Regions from separate parts of the Zea mays genome. Here region 1 is linked to region 2. Evidence: chromatin contacts called from public Hi-C data. All regions are on one chromosome and are shown on one strand. The core of a region is the stretch at or near the end of the contact, and the rest is flanking DNA. Distances in the headings are between cores, read along the strand shown.

The links. Hi-C and Micro-C count contacts between places; a contact is called where the count stands out from the background.
Region 1: a Hi-C map of leaf shows a contact between it and region 2, with 4 times the contacts expected there. The contact joins the promoter of LOC100278408 here to the promoter of LOC100191532 in region 2. A contact is called at or near these places in 4 of 25 Hi-C or Micro-C datasets (bundle sheath, ear, endosperm and 1 more).

Annotation. Positions count from the first base shown.
Region 1 is chr3:178,402,591-178,407,199 of Zm-B73-REFERENCE-NAM-5.0, reverse strand. It overlaps LOC100278408, which reads right to left and starts at 2,317. Exons shown (of 13, transcript NM_001374044.1): 1 at 2,129-2,317; 2 at 1,481-2,007; 3 at 23-345. The coding sequence starts at 1,813.
Region 2 is chr3:178,065,049-178,069,682 of Zm-B73-REFERENCE-NAM-5.0, reverse strand. It overlaps LOC100191532 (serine hydroxymethyltransferase), which reads left to right and starts at 2,037. Exons shown (of 4, transcript NM_001136963.1): 1 at 2,037-3,312. The coding sequence starts at 2,275. It overlaps LOC103650943 (putative 1-phosphatidylinositol-3-phosphate 5-kinase FAB1D), which reads left to right. Exons shown (of 13, transcript XR_004857281.1): 13 at 1-166.

The sequences.
Region 1 (4,609 bases), core at 1,068-3,567, 340 kb before region 2:
GAATCAGAGATTATTCACTAACCTTTTGTCAGCAGCAGCAATCTTGAGTAACTCATCCATATCTTTGGATATAAGATTCTGAACACCTTCAGAGTGAAGCACTGTTTCTTTTAAATGTTTTATGCTATCTTTTGAAAGGGCGCGCATTAGACTGCAACCTTTGACTATGGTATTGGCAACCTCAAATGCTAAAATAGATATTTTGTTCCCCTTTGTTGCAGTGCCTGATCCAAAACTACTTATATTCAAATTTGTCATGCTACTGCCAAGTGTGTCAAGCACTTCCACTGCTTTTCCAAGGCCAGCAGTACTAGCTCTACCCAGAATTGAGCTTACTTCCGAAACCTATTTCAACAAGGAAATAGAACATCAAACATGGCATAGGGTCTAGCAATCTCTCTGACCGAGCAGAATTTTTGAACATTTCATGGACAAATAGTTAAGGGTGAACATTTCAATTTAGCAACGATAAAAGTTCATCTTTCATAGGTTTAGCATAGCAAACCATTTTATGAATGGCTGGAAGTCATAAAGCTATAGTAGTGTGGCAATAAATAGGAAAAGCTACAACAATATTCTGGCAAAGTAATAAGAATGCAGGTGAAAACAGCATAAACTGCATTGCATTTGTAGGATGTGCACTCTCAATCACCCACAACTGTGCAGCAGTTCCCTTCCCACACAACACTCTAAAAAAGCCCTCTTAGCCGATTAATAGTTCATGTTGGTGAAATAGCCGAACATATGTGTTCCTATCCAAGGACAAATCTTTAGGTATATTCCATCCTTTCAAGTCCTCTTTTTCTTCCTCCCCCAATATCAAAGGATCCCTCTATGCACCAGTAGGGTCTTTGTTTGAAAGTCCAAACCATCTGAACTGGTGTTGGACAAGATTTTCTTCAGTTGGCAGTACCAGTAGCCCATATGTTGAAGTTAAGTGAAATGGCCGCCTTTCCCCATTACCTTAAACTTTTTGGTTGAATAGGTCAGTACCAGGGTCAAATATCTCGATTCTCGAGTTCGAATCCTGGCAGACGCAATTAAATACTCCTATTAAGTATGAATTAATTGCCCGTCTTTCCTCATCATCGTAAGCACTCAAGATTTTATTCAGTTGGGTTCAATTGGTTAGTTCTTGGTCCTTTCTTGTGTGACCATAAATCCAAAGCAACATACACATTCATTATAGCAGAGAATAACAAATTCCTTGCTGCCAAGCACTCAAGGAAAACTTATTAAAATTCACGCAAAGATGTTGGTAGATCATCCTCTAGTTCAAGATGTCAAAATGTCATGAAAAGGCTAATGCTACAGAAAAAGAAAGCTCAAAATTCCCATGAGAAAAGTGCACTAATCCCTAAGCAACATTATCAGCACGAACAAATTACACTGATATAAAAAACAATTCAGTTTTTTAACAGACGAGGCAAGAAATGATTGATTCAGCAATAATGCATTAAAGTAAGTACTGAAAACTTGCCTTATTCGCCACACCCATCCCCGACTTCTGAGATGGCAACCGTGCCAGTGGTGGCACCCCATCCCATGGTGCTGCAGTGTTATCCGCGGTAGCTCCAGGCACTGCCGTTTGCGACACCGATACAGGCAGTGGTGGCGCTGCTGGCTGCTGCTGCTGCTGCTGCTGTTGATGTTGCTCTTCTTGCATCCTCTTGGCAGCAGCCTCCCCCACCACAGCTTTCTTCTCCTCCTTCACCACTAGACGGTCATGGCGGTCAACCTCCCGGCCGGGGCCGAGCGTAGTGTCGCTGGGTGACTTGTCCACCGCCGACCCCTTGGAGCAAAAGCCCCCCATTTCGTTGCTCCCTCTTCAACCAAACCCTAGGCCCTCAGTGCCCACCGGCGGCTCTCACCTCCCACGCACCGAAACATTCCTGATCCCCGCGCCGCCGGCTCCCATCCGTACCAAACCTATCCAAGCGAAAATGAACCAGCTCGGAACGAAGGTCGCGACCGCAGTACTACACTCCAACCGGCGAAGCCGCTCACCTGCAGAAGCCATGAGAACAGCGCCAAGTCAGAAGAGAGGCGCGGAATTTCCGCGCAAAAAGTAAAGAGATTTTCTCCACACGAACGCATTTTCACCAGAAATTGGCGCAAGGGAACGCACCTGCGGCGGGTGGATCGGCGAGGCGGGACGAAATCGGGCGCAGAGGCCCTAACCTCTGGAAGGGGATCGGTGGATTTGAGGGAAGTGATGAGGCCGATGGGCAGGGTGGGTGAGCTTCGTTCTTCTTTTTGCCTTGTTGGAGGGTACAGCAGTAGCCGGGCAAGGAGGGTCCAACAGCGGAACTGCGGCAGGGAGGGTCCAGCCCACTGCAGACTCCACGACCACGGTGACCAACTGCCGCTGCCCGCTGCTATTGCCACACGCAGGAGGCGCACGCACAGGCACAGGAACAGGCACATCAGCGGGCGCTCATAAATTAACGCGGTTTCGCGGCGGCCGTGTTGCCGTCCGTGTCTACGCAGTTATTAGGTACAGTGGTGTTTAATGTATAATCTTTTGAGCTGTCTAAAATTGTATTTGTAAAAAAAATGGAGCCATCTTTTTTGTGAAGAGATATCTCTGAATTGTAGCTTAAATAGTAACAGATGTCTTACTTCCACTGTACGAATTTGTTGTCTGTTCAATCGATTCGATGTTATACAAACGCATTTACTTTTATATTTATTAATAGGCTACATTTATAGACACTCCATTGTATAATAGAGTATCTTAGTTACCTCTTGTGTTTGAAGAGCCGTTTTGGTGTCTCTCTACTATACATGTCCTTAGAGGTTTATCGATAGCAATTGCATCAATCATAAATGGGTGTTTAGTTTCTAGGCAATAATTTGTAGTTTCTCTAGTTTATTTTGGTTTAGTTTTTAAATTGCAAAATACGGAAACTAAAAAAATATTTTAATTTATGTATTTGATAATTTAGAAACTAAAATAAAATAGGATGCAAGAGCTAAAAAAATAGTTACTAAAAACCCAATACCCCTAATTTTCACAACGTATAACATGTTTGCTTTGGATGCAAATAAACTCGCAAATATTTCCTTTTTCGTGGATTGTTTAATTAAACGGAGAGGCGGGAGTTAAAAAAAACGAGCTTGAGCAAACAGCGAGAAGCTATTAGCTAGTCGTGTTGATTTGCGTCTACGTTATTTTAACACTTAGGTAGTGTTTGGTTGAGGAGCCAAATAGAACGGAGTCGTTTCATCCCTGATTTTAGGAACAGAGCCGCTCTGTTCTGTGTTTGGTAATCTGGAACGGAGCGGTTCTGTTTTTTGTTTGGTTGCAGAGTGAACGGAACGGAGCGTGACTGTGAGAGCGGGATTGGAACGGAGCGGCTCCGTCCCATTGATTTTTTGGAGCGGAATGGTTCTGGATCTGAGGAGAATATTCTCTAATTGGAGCCATTCTATTCTAATTACTTTGTAACCAAACAACAACAAAACTTGAACAGAACGGTTCCGTTCTACTTGGCTCTTCAACCAAACACTACCTTACTTGCTGGTGTTTCCTTGTTAGCATGTCATGTGCAGCGATGACTTGAATTGTCCAATATAATAGATTTCTTTGACTAGCACTTAGGTTAATAGTACACCGAAAATATACTAGCTCATAACCTCATGTGATAGTGTAAGAAATATGTGCAAGCATCGCGTGACATGCAATTTTGCAAAACTTTTATCATATATACTTACTATGTTCTTTTTTATTTATCATGTTTTAGTTTAAATATAAATTAGCGGACGACAAATATTCTCGAAAACTAAGGTAGTACCGTAGTAGTATGCAGAACCGCCACTTGCATGAGTTGTTGAAGATTAATCCAGTGCAGTGAACCAAAGCATTGTTTTCTCCATTTATCATGATTAAACCATATGAACACATGCATGTGAGTAGTAGTAGCAGCAACAGCTAGGTTGGAGTGTTGGTGCAAGCAAACCTAAACCACCACGCATGGACTTGCAGCAGCACTAGGGAACAACACTCCAGTTAGTGTGTGGAGCTAGATCATGTGGCCAGGAGATCGAGCAGGGGTGCTAATCTATGGCTTAGCCAAAAAAAACAGGCAAGATTAATTTTAAGGCAAGCTACACCGGTCTACGATTCCCAGTCAAGTTGAACACCAACTTTTCTGCTGTCGTGTTCTCGTGTACCAGGTCAACCCTCACACACCACTTGCTCCAACTTGTCCACTGTAGGAAAATAAGAAAAGGCCGGTGAAAGGGCCCCAATTGTTTCCATCTGGTTATCCGTTACGACGATGAACAGCGATGGAATTAACTTGTCGTATGTGTAATACAAAACATTTACTTCTCTGTCTGGTGCTCGACTCGTGCCTCGGTATATATGGTCGTCGCCTTGTCGGCATAAGAACACTTACGGGGTGTTTTGAAGTGAAGTTTTTTCAAAGTTTTGGAAGAATACTGCAGTATTCTTAAAAACTGTAGTATTATATATTAAAAGGTGTTTGGCAAGCCAGCTAAAATCTCTGTTTTCAAAAACTAAAGTATTACAAATACTGCAGTTCTTTTGAAGTATTCTAAACTTAGGTTTATACTTCAGTTTTCTCTGTAAAACGCAGTTCGC
Region 2 (4,634 bases), core at 788-3,287:
AGGGTGGAGATCTTTCCAAAAAAAGGGTGGAGATCAAGGTCTGTAGGGGTAGAGGAGCATGTAATGTACTCCGGTTTGTGTTTATCGGAATATATTCCTGAAGTTTAAAGTTAGATTAAAGATTCAGCTTTTTTACTTTAATCAAATTACTAGCAAAGGTTTATCATAGCAGCATTTGTGTGACGAACATTACTTGTGGCATGGCAGACATAGACACAATATCATTGTCCAACATAGATACAATATCGTCGAATGCTACTTCGTCAGGCGAATGTATGTCAATTATAAGGGTATCTGTTCGGGATCTTCATGCATTAAGAGTGTGGGATGTGCATGCATATCTTTTGCCTCATCAAAATGATTGTTTTTTTACTTTTCATGAGTGTTTTGCATGTGGTTTGATGTTCAATCATTTTGAAGCGAAACAGACGATAGGATGTTCAATCATTTTGGATCTTCTATTTCCAATTGATTATAACACTCCTTTCAGATCTTTAAAAACCATGATAGTTTATGCATAATTCATCCAGCCAGCATCTCATAAAAGCTCATCAGAAAAAAGCTGATCCAAACAGGCCTGTGGAGAGAAGCTATTGGTAATAATCTAGATGATAATTTAAGTGTTTGGCAACTTGGCTGTGAAGAGAAGCTACTGGTTATAATCTAGTAGTTTGGGTGGCCAGTTTTTCAAATGACAGATTCTGACAATTCATTTTTTTAAAAAACAATAAATGCGTACAAAAGTTTCTCGTACGTGTCCATCACAACAAAAGTAACGCTGCATGTACACCGTACAAAATTAGCGCTGCAACAATAGAATCTCTAAATGTACTCATGTCTAACTCATCTACTGGCCAGCTCCTCTCTCCTGGTCCTACGTCATCAACATACATACCACGCACAACTCTCTCCTTTCCGATGCAACAATTGCGAGCAAATACTCCGTTATTTGTGTCGGCCATTCACAAATGCAACCTAAAGTTCTAAACAGTCATGGAAATAGAAGATCCATGAGTTCATAGCTCTCAAATCATGGAATTGTAACACTCCAATATCCTATTTTGGATAAACTAGAAAAACTTATTTCGTGACCTAAATAAATTTGGTTTCAAACAAGAGACTACATAAAAGATTCTTATAAGTTACCCTTTCTTAAAACTATATATTCAAGATTCATTCTCTAGAAACAATTAACTTAAACTATCTAGATTTTACATAAGAAATTACAATCTCTTAAATAAATATGTGGTGGAGTTGTTTACGTGAATTACTACTTGTATGAATTATATACTTACAAGAATTTGTCTAAATAAATATAATTAATATATATAAATATAAACACTATTCATCATCTAGGGTGATTGACACCCGGACCTTCTTGCGCGTGCGCCCGCCTGCACCGACCGTGCCCATGCAACTTCGGCCCGCACAGCTCCACCCCCGTTGCTCACGCCCGCACGACTCAGCCCCGCGCGGCTCGTTTTCTAGTCACGTTAAGTCATTCCAATCAACACTCATTCGATTAAATATTAAGCCATTTTTTCAGAAAACATTAAGTTATATAAATTCAGTAAAAAATAAAATAAAATTTAATTTGGAATGGAAGTTATATAAATTCAGTAAAAAATAAAATAAACTTTAATTTGGAATGGATGGAGTATAATTTATTCGAGGGAGTAAAAAAAATCTCAGTGACTGACCGGTCGATTCCACTTTCAGTTCCAGACTTCCAAGTCACCCACGAGGCCCCAAGCTTGTGAGACCAACCACGACAGCACAGGGGCCAGGTCCAACATGAGGCACCCACCGGCCCATCGCACACCGTATCGTCCAGGTTCTTCCTCCCGATCGTGGACACCGTATCGTCCAGGTTCTTTCTCCCGATCGTCCCATTATCCCGGGTTCCCATCGAACCGCATCTGAGTATCTGACCACGTCACACGACACCACCACCAGCCCTCCCCTTCATCAATTGGAGCACGGCGCCCGTTCATTCCCCTCTGCTCCGCTGCTTGCCTCCGGCTCCCCAATTCCACGAGATCTCCAATTCCACCGCGTCGTCTCTGCATCCGGACCCCATACCCCGATCGATCCCTAAGGCCCATGGTTTTCTCCGCCGCCGCGTCGCCTCTAGTAGCCACCGCTGCTGACTCTGCTTCCTCCTGCGTCGCCCACCTCCGCTGCTGCTGTCGCGTTAGTTGCTGCCGTTGTTGAAGACGCGTAGCTCTTTAGGGTTCGCGATTTCTCGCCGATCGGTTCGAGAATTGGTAAGCTATGGATCTCTCGCGGCCCACATCGTCGGACCTCTCGCTCGGGCTCCACTCTCACGGTCACGCCCACGCCCACGCTCGCAGGCACGCGGTAGCCGCGCCGCTGCGCCTGTTCGACGACGCGGAGGAGCCGAAGCCGGAGCGCGTCGGGGCCGGAGAGGCCGACGCGGAGAGGGATGACGAGGACGGGGGCGACCAGCACTTCTCCCTCCTCGGGCACTCCCTCTGCGTCAAGCGCCCGCGCCGCGCCGGCAACGGCGGCGGGGGCGGAGAGACGTCATCCTGCTCGTCCACGTCCGCGGCGCTTCGCCCTGCCAAGCGACAGGCGACGGGGGAGGGCAGCGGCGCAGATCTGGAGACCCGCCGCGCCGCGGTCCGCGCCTGGGGCAATCAGTCGCTGGCGGAGGCCGACCCGGACGTGCACTCGCTGATGGAGCAGGAGTTGGACCGCCAGGTGCGAGGCATCGAGCTCATAGCGTCGGAAAACTTCGTCTGCCGCGCGGTGCTCGATGCACTCGGCAGCCACCTCACTAACAAGTACTCCGAGGGGGCCCCGGGTGCTCGCTACTACGGCGGGAATCAGCACATCGACGCCATCGAACGGCTCTGCCATGAGCGCGCTCTCACCGCCTTCGGTCTCGACCCTGCCTGCTGGGGCGTCAACGTGCAGCCCTACTCGTGCACGTCTGCCAACTTGGCTGTCTACACTGGGCTCCTTCAACCCAAGGACCGCATCATGGGGCTGGAGCCACCGTCGGGCGGCCATGTTAGCCATGGTTACTACACGCCCAGTGGCAAGAAGGTGTCAGGTGCCTCTATTTTCTTCGAGAGCATGTCGTACAAGGTGAACCCACAGACTGGGTATATTGATTACGACAAGCTTGAAGAAAGAGCAATGGATTTCCACCCTAAAATTCTCATCTGTGGTGGGAGCTCTTACCCCAGAGAGTGGGACTTTGCACGGATGAGATTGATTGCTGATAAGTGTGGTGCGGTGCTTCTTTGCGACATGGCACATATCAGTGGGCTTGTCGCAGCAAAGGTACATAGTTATGTTGAAACATTTATTTTTATCTTACAGTTAGTTTATTGTATCCTGCTTAACAATGTGCGCACTAGTAATAGGAGAACCTCGAGCAGCTCCAATAGTTATGTATAATTATACTCCCTAAATTCTAGATTTAGCAAGTCCTCAAACAATATAGGAAGCAAAAAACTCCTCTCCTTCAACAATTCCCTATATATTACTTCCTAAATAAAACTTGCTATGTTACCGGTTTGAGTGGGACCATTCTATTTTTCTCCTTCTGTTTTATCTCCAATCCACAATTCGATCTAAAAATTGTGACCTCGTGAGCGATGACTTTCAACCTGGTGAGCTGTGATGGTCTCTTGATTTGCTGCCGCAATTGTTTAGTCGTTAGTTGTGCATGTGCGGCCGTTCATTTGCATTGACAATTGTTTAATTGTTAGGTGGCACAATTGTTTAATTGTGTGTATCGGCTAGGCAAGGATGGCTCACAATTATTTTTCCAGATGGAATTGGTGGTACTTGGTAGCGGATTTAGGAGCTCCTTACAAGGTTGCTAAATGTAGGGAGGTTTTAGAGAAATTTAGGGTGTTTATAATTTAGGATGACTTTTACATAACTGTTGGAGAAGCATTTTTCTTAACAACTCCTTAAATCAATGTTTAGGGAGTGTTTTACATAACTATTGGAGTTACTCTTAGGTCCTCATTTTTTGATGGTACAGTTACTATGACTGTATACTACTGAGCAACGAACGGAATTGTACCTCTTAGGGTTTGATTAGTTGCCTGCATGGTCAAGCCTGGCTCGTATCTAGGGAACCCAGCTCTTGCTGGCCTGGCTAAGAGCATGCAACGTCCCTATGTTGGTTGCTTGCATGTGTTCAGCCTGACCCATTAGAGGTGTTATTTAGTTGCTTGCATGAATACTTGGTGAGTTGGTGCATGAGCTCTAAAGCTATGAAGTTTATTATATTTTCGTGGGATGATGTTGTAATAGTCTATAATTTACCATACCAAACCTTAATACACTTTTAAATGAAGTAAAATTGTTTATTAGACATTAATTACATGGTAATCCATCATTAGGAAAGACTAATGATTGCACCCGCACAACCTGGCTTTGTTGAAACACCCATTTTTTGCGTATCTCGAGAGCCAGGCCCAGAGGGAATCTTTGCATCTGCAGAGCCAGACTGTAGAGGCTGGCCAGACAACCAAACACGTGAAGGTTGCATCCGTGAGCCTGGCTAAGCCATATGCAAGCAATCAAACAGGCCCTTAGTGCTGTACACTTGTATGAGTCAGGATTGCAGTTGCCAGCTACCCTTGTGC